5 separate regions of the Mus musculus genome follow, and regions 2, 3, 4 and 5 are each linked to region 1. Evidence: chromatin contacts called from public Hi-C and promoter capture Hi-C data. All regions are on one chromosome and are shown on one strand. Each heading gives the region's core, a stretch centred on a gene start, on an enhancer-like site or on the middle of the called end of the contact. The rest is flanking DNA. Distances are from core to core; before and after follow the strand shown. Region 1 holds the start of Pdcd1 (programmed cell death 1). Region 2 has its middle 38 kb from the start of 4930598F16Rik. Region 3 has its middle 68 kb from the start of Fam174a. Region 4 has its middle 140 kb from the start of St8sia4. Region 5 overlaps St8sia4 (ST8 alpha-N-acetyl-neuraminide alpha-2,8-sialyltransferase 4).

The links. Promoter capture Hi-C pulls out the DNA fragments that hold promoters and counts their contacts. Hi-C and Micro-C count contacts between places; a contact is called where the count stands out from the background.
Region 2: a contact with region 1 is called in a promoter capture Hi-C map of embryonic stem cells, with 7 times the contacts expected there. The contact joins the enhancer-like site here to the promoter of Pdcd1 in region 1. A contact is called at or near these places in 2 of 39 promoter capture datasets (embryonic stem cells and hippocampal neurons) and 2 of 115 datasets of contacts at active chromatin or transcription factors (embryonic stem cells and large pre-B cells).
Region 3: a contact with region 1 is called in a Hi-C map of bone marrow-derived macrophages, with 12 read pairs. The contact joins the enhancer-like site here to the promoter of Pdcd1 in region 1. A contact is called at or near these places in 3 of 39 promoter capture datasets (the C10 cell line, cranial neural crest and hippocampal neurons) and 1 of 484 Hi-C or Micro-C datasets (bone marrow-derived macrophages).
Region 4: a contact with region 1 is called in a promoter capture Hi-C map of hematopoietic stem and progenitor cells, with 6 times the contacts expected there. The contact joins the enhancer-like site here to the promoter of Pdcd1 in region 1. A contact is called at or near these places in 7 of 39 promoter capture datasets (the C10 cell line, the HPC-7 cell line, cranial neural crest and 4 more).
Region 5: a contact with region 1 is called in a promoter capture Hi-C map of the HPC-7 cell line, with 6 times the contacts expected there. The contact joins the enhancer-like site here to the promoter of Pdcd1 in region 1. A contact is called at or near these places in 5 of 39 promoter capture datasets (the C10 cell line, the HPC-7 cell line, cranial neural crest and 2 more) and 1 of 9 other capture datasets (macrophages).

The regions. Positions count from the first base shown.
Region 1 is chr1:94,051,156-94,053,855 of GRCm38.p6, reverse strand. Pdcd1 (programmed cell death 1) reads left to right here and starts at 1,303. Exons shown (of 5, transcript NM_008798.2): 1 at 1,303-1,441. The coding sequence starts at 1,366.
Region 2 is chr1:95,753,030-95,755,729 of GRCm38.p6, reverse strand. No RefSeq gene overlaps it. Among named protein-coding and RNA genes, the nearest start is that of 4930598F16Rik, 38 kb to the right of the region's middle. Within about 2 kb of position 1,274, at least 17 of the 459 cell types and tissues checked have an H3K27ac peak or open chromatin away from gene starts, as enhancers often do. A contact at or near this core is called in embryonic stem cells, where this site is marked.
Region 3 is chr1:95,380,505-95,383,204 of GRCm38.p6, reverse strand. No RefSeq gene overlaps it. Among named protein-coding and RNA genes, the nearest start is that of Fam174a, 68 kb to the right of the region's middle. Within about 2 kb of position 1,309, at least 18 of the 459 cell types and tissues checked have an H3K27ac peak or open chromatin away from gene starts, as enhancers often do. A contact at or near this core is called in bone marrow-derived macrophages, where this site is marked.
Region 4 is chr1:95,529,957-95,532,656 of GRCm38.p6, reverse strand. No RefSeq gene overlaps it. Among named protein-coding and RNA genes, the nearest start is that of St8sia4, 140 kb to the left of the region's middle. Within about 2 kb of position 1,391, at least 11 of the 459 cell types and tissues checked have an H3K27ac peak or open chromatin away from gene starts, as enhancers often do. A contact at or near this core is called in hematopoietic stem and progenitor cells, where this site is marked.
Region 5 is chr1:95,588,951-95,591,650 of GRCm38.p6, reverse strand. St8sia4 (ST8 alpha-N-acetyl-neuraminide alpha-2,8-sialyltransferase 4) reads left to right here. Exons shown (of 5, transcript NM_009183.2): 5 at 1-2,700. Among named protein-coding and RNA genes, the nearest start is that of St8sia4, 77 kb to the left of the region's middle. Within about 2 kb of position 1,355, at least 85 of the 459 cell types and tissues checked have an H3K27ac peak or open chromatin away from gene starts, as enhancers often do. A contact at or near this core is called in the HPC-7 cell line, macrophages and pre-B cells, where this site is marked.

The sequences.
Region 1 (2,700 bases), core at 54-2,553:
GGTATAAAGGAGGCTCTGTAACAGCCAGGCGTGGGGAGGGGATCCCCCTAGCTTCTGCCCACAGGCCCCATGCTGAGACTGGAGGCGGCCAGTCTGTGCCTCACACTCTTTTTCCATTTCTGTGCTGTTCAAAGTAATGTTTCCTTCCCCACCAAGCTAGTGCCTCTGAACCTGGGTGGCTGAGGCAGTTGCCAGATGGTTTCCAGGCGGGCTGCCTATTTTAGGGTGGTGAGACCCACACATCTCATTGCTAATATTAGCAGTTTCGTTTTCCCTTTTTTTCCCATTCACTGTGGCGAAACACAGAGAGCAGAATGATTAAATCATCAGAATGCCCCAGAAATGACTAGCCAGCCAGGTACTATGCATGCACACAAGTCGGCCCACCCCACCTAATCCCAGAGAGACAAGCAGGAGGTGAGGTGGGCCTCCACCTCCTAGGGACTGAGGAAAGTTGACTGGGAAAGACCTAGAAATTGAGTCTACCCCAGCCTGGTGTTAGGTTTTTCTCAGGGGAAGAGAAAGATGCAGGGCAGCAGAGCTAGCAAACCTAAGACAACTATAGAAGCAGAGAAAACAGTGAGATCCGGGCAGCAGATCCAGCATCTTGAAAGGAAGAAAAGCCTTAAGAGAAAGCAAGACCAGGCCCAGGGTCTTTCTGAACCTACAGGGGTGTCTGGAGAGGAAAGGCATCGTCTCGGGTCCTAGGAAATGTTCACTATAGCCCTTCGAGGCCTCCTCTGACCCATCAAACGGGAGCATGTGGGATAGCTGGGCTCTTGCTCCTCAGTAGTAAAGGACTAAGGCATAGCTCAGGGCATTCAAGGCCACGCATGGCAGACAAGGTAGGGGAGGGTCCAGCTTGCCCTCGCTGCGGCCATAGGTACCAAAGCCAGGCCTCGACACCCACCCTCCAAAGGGACAAGAGTCTGGCCCTAGTTTCAGTCTCTCTCAGCCCTGGGAGCTAAGGCTCGATCGGGGTACCAGGAATGGAAAAGACCAAACCTACCCACAAGAGGGGCTAGAAATGGAGAGGACCCCATAGCAGGACAAGAGGCAAGGACAGCTAGTCAGAGAGAACCCCCCCTCTCTGCTCCCCAATCTCTCACTAGTCCCTTACCTGCTCCTCCCAGGCATCGTTCCCTCCCACTCCCCTCCCCCTTCCATGCCCCTCCCCCACCTCTAGTTGCCTGTTCTCCCACCCTTGTGGAGGTGGAGGAAGAGGGGGCGGGAGCCAAGAACAGGTCTCCTCCCTCCAACATGACCTGGGACAGTTTCCTTTCCGCTACAGACAACTCTGCCTGAGCAGCGGGGAGGAGGAAGAGGAGACTGCTACTGAAGGCGACACTGCCAGGGGCTCTGGGCATGTGGGTCCGGCAGGTACCCTGGTCATTCACTTGGGCTGTGCTGCAGTTGAGCTGGCAATCAGGGTGGCTTCTAGGTATGTGGCTCCTAGGGATGTGGGATCAATTGGGGTTGGTGGCTGGGGCAGGGCTTGAAGAAACGTTCACCCTCGGTTCCTATTACTGGAGGGGAGGAACACCTGTGTCCCTGGTTACACGGATTGGCTCCTGGTTACACAGATTGGCTTTAGGTGGGTTTTACAGGTGAAATGCCCCCTGGGGCTCAAAATCCACCCCCTCCTTGCTTTTAGACAGACAGAACATTTATCTAACGTCAGTTGATCTTCTGTGTCCCTCTCTGTGAAGCGATGGTAGGTCTGAACAGAGCTCTGACCTCAGCCACTGCTTCAGGATTCTGGCAGGCCCTGGTATCCTTGGCCTTTCTCTATGTTTTTCTATGGTTGGGGACATCCCTACATGGAGCCTGCCCTACACACTGTATAGATGACTGAAGATCCAAGAGTATAATCAGCTGTCTACCCTCATGGACAAGCTTCCCGTGCTAGCATTTCTGGGGGACTCCCGAGTTCATATCCCTGGCCTCATAGCATCCTGGGGGTGGGGGGTGTGTGAAACGGAGAGGTCCAGGAATCCTGCTCAAATTCCTCACAGTGAAAACACAGCTCCCTGTACTCCTTACTCCTCACTACCCTGTACCCCTTGGCCCCTGCCCACCCTCTGGACTGAGCCAACCTTCACTGAGAACCTGGTCCTGGGACCAGAGGGAACTTTGTTTCTCCTGGATGTCAACAAACTCCTAGGTCAGAGCTACACCTGCGGCGCATGGAATTGTGGCCTAGACAAGCTTATACTCTTGTGCTGCCTTAACATCTTTGACCTGCAATGATGTTCCTTTGCTCATATGACGTCCCAGTCACCTTCACCCCAGCCTCTTCACTACCGTGAAAACAGGATGGGACTGGGAGCTGGGTGCTGGGTGCTTACCACCACAGGCCCTCTCCTGGGTTGCAGGCTAAGGCTGGTTGGGAAGCCAGGGACATTTTCCCTCCACGTACCCTCTTAAGATAGCCCATGGTTTGCTGTCAAGACTGGATGGAGGAAACAGACCTGAACATGGTAGATGGTCTGAGGCCCTAGGGTGAAAGATGTCCCTTGGGGAAACCTTGTCAGGAAACCCACGGAGCAAAGTCGGAAGGATTATGTGTCATTGGAGAGAAGCAACTGAGACAGAAAGGGGACTATGACTCACTCTGGTGACCTGGCACACTGGGCATGTCCGCAAATGAAGCTTTGATGAGACAATATGGAGATACAGATGTATTTATGCAGGCCTACT
Region 2 (2,700 bases), core at 25-2,524, 1.7 Mb before region 1:
CAACCATTGGACTGAGCATGGGGTCTCCAATAGAGGAGTTAGCGAAAGGACTGTAGGAGGTAAAGAGGTTTGCAACCCCATAGAATGAACAACAATATCAACCAGTCAGATCCCCCAGAACTCCCAGGGACTGAGTCATCAAAAAAGGAGTACACATGGCTCCAGCTACATATGTAGCAGAGGATGGCCTTGTTATACATCAATGGGAGGAGTGGTCCTTGGTCTTATGAAGGTTCCCTAGTGCAGGGGAACCAGGTGGGTTTGGGTGGGTGGGTGGAGGAACACCCTCATAGAAGAAGAGGGAGGGGGGATGGGATAAGGGGTTTCTGGGAGGGGCAGACAGGAAAAGGGGATAACATTTGAAATGTAAATAAAGAAAATATCCAGTAAAAAAAGAAAAAAAAATAAGGGAGAAAGGGAGTGAGTCTTTAAATAGTTGTAGAAATTGTAAATGCCAGTTCAGGGTTTATACCAAAAGGTCATTTAGTTGCCAGATAAAAGACATATACAAACTATATTTACAATAAACCTGAAGCATCACAAGAGCAGATCAGAGCTATTAGAATCTACTACTTTCCTATCAGTAACTGCAAGTGACTTCTTACTGTTTCATCTGGGCTGCTCTTACCTCGAACTGGCCAGGCAGTGGGGCCATGATCTCATGATTAACCTAACCCATGGTGGCTTCTCTCCTCCTCACCTTCTACTTTCCTCATGGTTCTCCTCTGACCCCAAGCCCCAGAAGCCTAAACCTCACCTAAGTCTCTTATGCCCAGCTATTGGCTGTTAACCTCTTTTTTTAATTAGATATTTTCTTTATTTACATTTCAAGTGCTATCCCAAAACTCTCCTATAACCTCGCACTGCCCTGCTCCCCAACCCACCCACTCCCACTTCCTGGCCTTGTCATTCCCCTGTACTGGGGCAATCTTTGCAAGACCAAGGGCCTGGGGTCTGCACTTAACATTACAATAGACAGCAAGAACACAGGAAGTGGAAATTTAAGGGTTCTTTGGAAAGTCTGTTGGTGTTTTGGTGGGGCAAACATGTGAAAGAATGATTCGCTGAAGGAGACACAGGTGAAAGGATGTTCTGCTAAAACAAGCATGTGGAAGAACATGTGATGAAGGATCCTTTGTGAAATACATGTTTTGGTCTGCCTTACATTGCACAGTTTAGCTGCATTTTTCAGGACACCATAGAGAGAAATGCACCGAAAATGAAACAAAAACTGGTGGTATGCTGTACTTTTTTGACACTGGGCCTGATTGGCAGAGTGATATCAGGTGTGACAGGCACATGTGCAAAGGCAAGAACCCTGGAAGACATGTGATGATTGATGGGTATAAATAGGAGTCTACAGACATTGCAGGAGGCTGAGCTTGGCTTGCTTATAGAGCTAGCGGTGGAATGCTTGTTGGTCTTTCCTCTTCTCTGATCTTAGCTTCCCTGAGTGAGGCATGGCCAAGTTCTTGGCATCCCGCTGGGTCCCTCCTGCTGACTCCTGCCTAGGCTAAAGACTTCCGGTCTTTGCTAGGTAGTGCCACCACTGCTGATTTGTGTTTGCTATCCGACTCTACTGAACTAGACTGCTGTTGTATCCTTGAAGTGTTTGCAAGTGGATCGGCTGCTAACCTGTGAACTGAACTTCAGATTTCCAGACAACCCAGACAGGATTTGCTCCAAAGAACATTTCTAAACAGGTCCAGTTCCCTGTATCCTTACCCCACCCCCACCCCCCCAGCCCCGCTGCTACCTCTGGTGGGTGGTGGGCTACAGGGGAAGTTAAGGTGTTTAAGAACCATTATTAAAAATAAAATTTGAAAAAATTAAAATTACAACCAAACATCAACAGAAAATGCTATGAGCTTTGATAGTTTAAGGACAAAACAGAAAAACTTCTGTAGACAAGTTAGCAGAGAATAAAGAGGCTGGGGGAACAAGGGAAGACTGAGTCCAATAGGGAAGTCTCATTGTTCTTCACACCAATCTTATCAGGCAACTGCTAAATGTGCTGTATCAGACACACTGCTGGTTACTGAAGATTGAGAAGAACAAGTGTAAATCCCACTCATCAAGCACCCTTAAAGGATAGGATATAAACCTGAGGGAAAAAGAGATACCTTGTGGGTAGCAGAAAAGACGCAGTCTTACATATATATATAGCAGTTTAGGAATGCTTACATACTGTGGTCCATACTCAGAACAACTATAAATATAAATGGTGTTAGCTCTTCCTGGAAGATTGCAACAAAACTCTGGATGTTTGCTTTTTCATGCAGTCCTTTAAAATATAGCCTTAAATCCTGAAGCTCAAGGCAGATAACATTGCCTTATGTAAGGAGAGAGGTGGCCAGGAAGTCCCCCCTCTAACTGAGAGTTACTGGCAATTGATACCTGCCGAGAGATGAAAGGGAGTTTCTTTAATGCTGTATAGCCTCCTTCATGGTCACCATGCCTCACACCAAGAGTATCTGAGGAGTATAAATTGGGCTAGATGACTTAAGAGACTGCAGATGAGGGAGTTGTGTGATAAAGGGGTTGTTGACCTCAGAAGACTTGGCAAATGGGGGTTAAGTATCACACTACCTTGGGTGAATTTTGTCTATCTATGGATGTGTGTTCCCATTTGATTTCTATCAGAATATTATTCCACATTTTGTAGCTTTATTTCAGCATATAGATATGTATGACTGGTGT
Region 3 (2,700 bases), core at 60-2,559, 1.3 Mb before region 1:
TACTCAACCATATTCATTGAGAGTTTACTTATAAGAGCCAGAAACTGAAAATACCCTAGATAACCTTCAACAGAAGAATGGACAAAGAAAATGTGCTACATTAATGCAATAGAGTATTGCTTAGCTGTTAAAAAAATGACATCATGAAGTTTACATGCGAATTGATTCCTAAAAATCATCCCAAGTGAGGTAAGCCAGACACAGAAAGATAAAGATAATGTATTCACTTAGAAGGGGATATTAGCTATTAATTAAATGATAACCAACTACAATTTGTAGACCCAGAGAGTTCTAGGGGAATGTATCAATCTCTCTGGGAAGAAAAATAATAGATTTTACAGGTATACTGGAGTGAATGAAAAAAGGAGTTGGAAAATTGGGTAGGGGAGAGATGGGGTTGAGGAAGAGAGTGCAGGGATAGACAGCTAGAATTGGATAAAAGTTTTAGGGGATTGTCTGAAAATATACGGCAATTGAATCTTCTTAGAAAATATAAGTATTTCTAATAAAGACTCCTATTAATGGGGGATATAAAGTCTCAACTTGTAGCTAGGCAGGACTTCTGGGCGTTAAACGAGGTTGCATACAATTGAATTGTTGGCCTAGGATAGCCGATGAAAATCACCAAACATCCCAGGCTAGTGCTGAGACAAATGGTTGCTATCCACAAACTGAGAGCAGGGCCCTACTGCTGAGAACAACATACACATAACACATTAAATATGGTGAAGTAAAGCTGGTGCCTACATGGAGCCTTCATTTCAAAGTTCTAGTCTCTTTGCTGTGAGAAGGTACTCTGTAGGCTACCAAATGAGAACTGTGGACAGCAACCCAACCATAAAACCTCTGACCAACAATCTGACATGCCTCCAAAATATGCTAGGGCAATGGTGGCACAGAACCTGTGGAAGTAAGCAATTGATGTTAGATTTGACTCCACAATAGAGAACCCATACTCTACACTAATCTGGTAACCTAGAAACAGAAAGTAGATAGCCCAAACACTTGGAGTAAAACCAAACACTAGTGGTTTTAAAAATTCAATTAAAAGAATCCTAATAATATTCTGCTATACACATAGGTCAGTGCCTTGCATCAGAAAGGTTTTCTCTGACAGCACATGGGAACAGATGTGGAGACCCACAGCCAGCCATCTGTGGAGATAGTCTATTCAAAGGTCTTTGTCAAATCTCTCCTCTCTGAACTCATGGATTCTCATGAAAGTGGCAGTAGACTTACAGTCTTGTAAATCCAGAGGAGACAGAGGACACCAGGATAATAAGGCCTTCTGAATCAACTGAGCAAGGTCCATATGAGTTCAGAGATGAAGCAGCAAACACAGAGCCTGTAGGGACCTGAACTAGGTTCTCTGTGTATATATCACAGCTACTAGCTTAGTATTTTTATGAGACTCTTGAATGTAAATGCAAGCAAGTCTATGACTGTTGTACATTTTTTGGGTTGCCATGTCTAACTATCAACATGATAGATTTTGCTTCATCATATTATATTTTATTTTCTCATGTTTGATCATTATTTCTTAGAAGCCTGTTCTTTTCTAATGAGAGACAGAAGGGAATGAATCTGGAGGGGAGGGGACATGGGGAAGAGCTATAAGGAGGAGAGCAAGGCAACTATAATTAAGATATATTGTATGAGAAAAATATATCTGCAAATAAGATATTGTTATTATATATGCGTTATTATGTCATATAACATTTGAGTGTGCCAATTTTATGCCCATCAACCACCTGTTCCTTATTTCAGGTGATCAATTACTATTTACTGGAAACATCGTCAAAGAGATGACTGTTGAACCATATTCAAAGATGATTCTACATTTCCTTTGAACATTTCCATGCAGTTTGCTCTTTCTCTTTCAGCTTAAAGTTTAATATTTCAAAAACAAGTGGCTTTATAAAAACTAGCACATCTAGTTTCCTTCCCCATCAGTAACTTTCCAGTCATATCCACTCAGTAGCTAAGTTCCTCTTTTTAAAAATAATATAGTCAGAAGTTCAAGTTTAACAACTTACTCAAAAAATCAAGCTATGTGCATTCCACTTCATGCATCATCACCAGCAATAAAAACCCTGAGATCAGAGTGTTGCTTGCAGCATTTTGATGCTCCAGTACAAAGAATAGCGTTCAACCTGCTTTTGAAACTTTACAGGGATGCTCTGATGGTAATGATGCACTTTTTTTTTTCTCCTGTGAAGTAAGAAGATCTGATTTTAAAGACTCACCAAGGTATACAAATGTGCACTGAGAACATTATAGCAGATCCACAAAGAAACTTTCCTAATCACAGTTGTGGGGGGAGGATTCAGTGTGATTTCCACCACAAAGATAGTACAAAGTTCACCAGGCTATTAACCACATCTGTCCTCCATCTCCTGGGTGGAAAATGGGTTATCCCTTTGGAGACAGAACACAAGGCCCTCTATGCCTCCTACACTTGCCTAAGGAGCTGGAGTCTTACTGTAATAGGAAGACTAAAAGAGAAACCTTACATTTTTATGATCTGGCCTGTGTTCCCTTTATCTCTCTGCTCTCTCATCATCTCAGATGTCAGCAGCAAGCAACCCTCTCCTTCTGCAACTGGAGTTGAGAATTGTCCTTGCCACACATGCCTTCCCACTCCAGGATGGACTGTATGCTCAAACCATGAGCTGAAATAAACCTTTCATTCCTCAAATC
Region 4 (2,700 bases), core at 142-2,641, 1.5 Mb before region 1:
GAAGACAAATGGATTTAGGTAGTAAACAATTATTAAAATTATAAAGTTGTAGAATATCTCAGTTCTAAGTTATATATGCACAGATAGATGTATTTGTGTGTGTATATTTTACATATGACTTACAGATTTGAGAGAAGGATGCATTAAAGACATATATAAGGTCAAAATTTCAACTTTATATAATGTACTGTGTACTTAGTAAAGATTGAAAAGAAACATAACAAAGAAAAAGAAACCAAAGTGCATGCAGATCATGGTAATTAATCTGCTGACATGATCTCTACATAATGATTATATTAAAATAGGCAGTGGATTTTGTTTCCTTGTTTATTTTCTCCGTGAGAATATAGACTCTAAGAGATGAGAGCAAGTCCACTTCTCACAACACAAGCATGTATACACACATAAAGAAATATAAATTGCAACCCCATAGGAAGAACAATATTAACTAACTGGACCACCCAGAGTTCCCAGAGACAAAACCAACAACCAAAGAGTATACATGGAGGGATCCAGGGCTCCAGCCACATATGTAGCAGAGGACGATCTTATCTGACATCAATGGGAGAGGAGGCCCTTGGTCCTGTGGCAGCTTGATGCCCCAGCGTAGGGGGATGCTAGAGCAGTGAGGCAGGAGTGGGTGAATGGGTGGAGGAGCACCCTCATAGAGGCAAAGGGGAGGGGGGAGAGGGGGGTTGCAGAGGAGTAACCAGGAAGGGGGATATCATTTGAAATGTAAATGAATAAAATGATTAATAAAAAAGAAATATGGAATATGTAAGTCCTTTGTCTAAAAATAGTAATGTTGACTCCCACAAAGAGTTATTGAAATATTAGTGTGAAAACTTCCTTTGACAAACAATGATCTTGATTATGTGGCTCTTGTAAATCCCCATATATAGAGTTTTGAAGTTATAGATTAATGTTTGTGGGCAGGAGAACTGATAAAGTATAGGTCATAAGAATGAGGATAAAAGCCAAAGTGACAACATGGGAAAAGACTGGTGTCAAAAAGATTTCATCTTCAATAACAATCAAACAGAGTGATTTGCAACAGATAAGGCAAGTGCTAGCCTAGCAAAAGCTTTATCACAATTCTTCACCAACTGATTAACATACCAGCTGCTATGACTCCACTGTCAGGGTGGTACTCATTTATTCTCTTATCCCCTCAGAGCTAGGCTTAAACACCTGCTCTGTTCCAGGAAGGATGCTGATCCCTCTGGTATAACATTTCAGACAAGAGAGGCCCACCTGTTTCTGAATAAGCAGAATGAAGGTATTATGTTTATAAATACCTTGTAAATGACTGAAAGGAGGTAAGGTACTGCAATGGTTAGGTTTCGTCAACTTGACAGAAAATAGAGTCACCTGAAAAGAGGAAACATCAATTGAGAAATTGCTCCTCTGTTTGGCCTGTGGGTACTTTTTTCAATCGTAGTTGATGGTGAAGGGGCCTGTCCACTGTGAGTGCTTCTGCTCCTGAACAGGAAGACAGTGAGTCTTGGGTTGTCTAAGAAAGCAACCTGAGCAAGTCGGAGAGACCAAGCCAGAAGAGAGCATTTCTCCATGGTTTTTCACTTCAGTTCCTGACCTGAATTCCTGCCCTGACTACCATTTTGATAGAAATGATGTACAGTAAGCTAAAAACAAATCCTTTTCCTCCAAGTTGGTTCATTGTTTTATCATGATAACAGTGAAGCCAATGAAAGAGGTACCACCTAGTCTGTCTTCTAGCTAGACACTTTGAGAAGGTTTCCCGTGAAGTAGCAGCTAGCCTAGGAAAGAATCAGGGGACTCTAGTGACATTGTTTATTTAAAAAAAGGGTGAGAATCTCCAACATCTAGAAATCAAAATGTTTACTCCTCAGGGACTGAGAAGTGTTAATGTCTTAAATCCTGTTTAATGTATTATTTCCCTGGAGAATTATCATGACAGCCGAAAGGTGCCTATATTTTAAAACAATGAGACAGTGAGATTAAGTTATGAACTTGTTACACACTTAACTTTTTTCAATTTAGATTACTAAATTTTATTTGGACATGCAAAACTGGTTGAATGTAGATAGTATCACATAATTTCGGGCATATATAAAAAACAGTAACGGTATTTTAAATTGTGATGTATTTTTTAAAGCATGACTTCAAAGTAATACATTTTATCAGGCCCTACGTCTTCAGCAATGTTATCATAAAAAGAAGATCATATATCAATCCGGAGGATATATATGGAATTGGAAGAGAAACCCCTAGAACTCTCTTCTAATTATTTTATAACATATGCTCTTCGAGTTCTGAAACCATCCAGGTTTTTCAATACTAATGGAACAGAGTGTAGGGGCGACCACTGTAATCTCTATCCTCAGGAGGGAAAGTCAGGAAAATCGTGAATCCCAGGATAGTCTGGGAGATATAATGACAATCTACCTTAAGATAATAATATAAAAATATAATATGATATTCTTGTAGAAAGATCATTCAAACATTGTATATATTGAGATTTTCCTCAATGATTTATTCTGAACATCCTTAGCCAGTTTTGTATTGAGCAGAGCTCATGTTAATAACAGATTGAATAACATAAACTAAATTTCTAGTTAGCATTGCTGAGTTTTATTCTAATCTTCACGAGTTGTTGTAATGTAGCATAAAGTATTTTTCCATCTTCTGTGCTGGTCAGTAAAGAGGGCTAGAAGCCTT
Region 5 (2,700 bases), core at 106-2,605, 1.5 Mb before region 1:
GACTTTGTTTTTTTAAGATGCTTCTGGAGATTTAGAATCAGGATCCAAAATAAGGCTGGGATTCAGCATCCACCACTTGACTGAGTAGCTGAAATGGAAGTCTGTGTGAATTCACCACCAGCTGATGAAAAACCTGCAAAGTGCTCTGACTACAACATATTCTGACTTCAAGGGTCCTAGTAAGTGCCACTTCCATGAAGAATACAGTTTGAATGTATTATCAGTAGTGTTTACAAGATTCAACAGTGCACTCAACATCAGTTAGCAAAGCAAACATGTTCATCACTGTGGGGCAGCCACTGTAATGCCAAGCACACTGGAAGAGGAACCCAGGAGCACAGCTCAGCCCTTGGGACTTGAAAACATCCTTAGTAGAAATGAAGAAGGAGAGAGTTCAAGCAGTGAAATCCATGACATGAAGCAACTTGAGGAAACGCTTTCAGTCAGGACACTGAGAATGGTCATGTTTACGTTTTGCTTATATTTCTTGTTTGTCTTCTGACATTTATTTTGGTTTGGGTTTGGGTGCTTAGAAATTCATTTGAGATACAGAAATGGGAAACACATGTGAATGAGAAAAACGAACATCAAACAGTCCTTTCTAAAGTCCTTATATATTTTTAAACAACAGTCACACCAAACTTATGCTTGTTCGTTTGTTTGTTTGTTTTACTTTGCACAACTCTAAATCTCTGGATTATAGATCAATGGTGTAGTGGGTACCAGCCAAACTATACCACTCGATATTAGTAGACTATTATGAAGGAGTGATATTTGAAAAATGGTAAAAATAGCAGAAAAGTTTCACTCTTGGTACCAAAGATTATATCATGTTCCTACACAGTAAGCCACTCTCCTGTTATAAAGAGAATATATTATTAACATGAACACATTTATATGAAGTTAATAGGAAACTCAGCTCTACACAGTTAAAAATTTCAAGTTCAAACATTACTTTTAATTTACTTCTTTGACATTTCATCATAATTTTGTGGAAATCCATGGCCAGGTAGATTGTTGGATTGAAGTAGCTGAAATGAGACTTCTCATTCAGTAAAATCTTCTTGGCTATTCAGGTGCAGAGATCAATATGAAGCACTTACTATTATTTTAAAATTTCTCTCCACAAAATAAGATGATTAACTGAGTGTTGTTTTCATAACAGGTAATTAATTCAAAGCAGTTTAACAATAACACATCAACAATACGTCAAATGAATTCAGTTAACAAGGATTTTTCTGTAGTTAAGTACAGTTCCATTATGACTGCATTTTTTAAAACAACATGAACTTACTCATAGAGTGACTTACTGACTTACATACGTGACTGAATTGACTGGTGGCCAGGCTTTCTGTTTCTTTTGAAAGCAGAACTATATTCTTACTTCTGCTTTTGCCTGCAGCAATTTAACATGACTTCCTGTTTCTTGGGGAAGGCAATCAGAAGAAAGCAGAAATGGCATGAAAAATGTGTATGTTTTGTTTTTCTAAGTCAGGCAATCTAAAATGAATGAAGAGCACAGCAAAGGTATACATATATATTATATATGTATTCATATTCTGGACAAGGATAGTCATGTAGTACAGTTACCAAATTTTTAATATTAGCTGCAGTGTTTTTTAAAACAGTGATAGAATCTCAGGATAAAAATAACAGTTTCTGAGAATCCATGTATCTATCAGAAAGGAAAAGAGAATGGATATGGGCATTTCATAACCAGTATATACCTTTATCATTAAATTTCATTTTTATTTCGCAATTCAATACATTTAATAAAAAGTGTTAAATATGTGTTATGTAGATGTTAAATTGAAAGTCTAATACACTGGATGTGTGATCATTGGATAATATATAAAACTTATTTTGAACTCTATGCAGATCTGTGTTCCCACCAACAGCTAACATGAATTCCTTAGAAATCCAGAGGTTGCAAGTAAATTCTGGCAAGTAAATTCTATCTTGGCACTCATTCAAAGTATGTATCTGAAAGCAGCAGCATACCATCTTGACTGAAATTTTAAGAAGGGAAAAAAAGATGTGTTTAAACAACATTTTGGCCACAGCAAGCACAGCTTAGCCATTCACTTTTGCATGCATTGATGTCTATCTCTTACATGCATTGAGTAGTGCCTTTTAATGTCTTTGCATTGATTCTTCACCCTCTGCTTTGTGTTTCCTAAATGCTTGCCCAGTTAGAGAAATGTTCAGTATCAAAAGGGCTTCAGATTTGAGAGATAACTACTTTTGTTCATCTCAGGGAACTTTCAGTACATAAGAATGGATTCAATTAAAGACATTTAGCACTCAAAGAGGAAATATTGTGTGAGATTATTTCATCCTCACACACACACCCTTTCATTTGCCATCACTGCTCAATCCCTATCACGGCTTTCTTACAGGAGGAAGGCAAGGAGAGAATTGAAGACTAACAGTAGAGAAAAGAGTTAGGACTTAACACACATGATGGCATAAGGAATCATAACAAAATCAAATTATAAGCATATACTTGAACTATCTGTGATTTCCTTAATATGGTATGCTAACAGCTTTATTTGTTTTATTTCCTTTTTCTAATGTTTTAATCATGCACTTGGGAATACCCAGGTAGCTGACTGTGAAATATCCCAGTCACTGAGCTAACATGATTGCTACTGTGCTTTTGACATGAACAGACCATGGAAATATTTTCATCATTGCTAC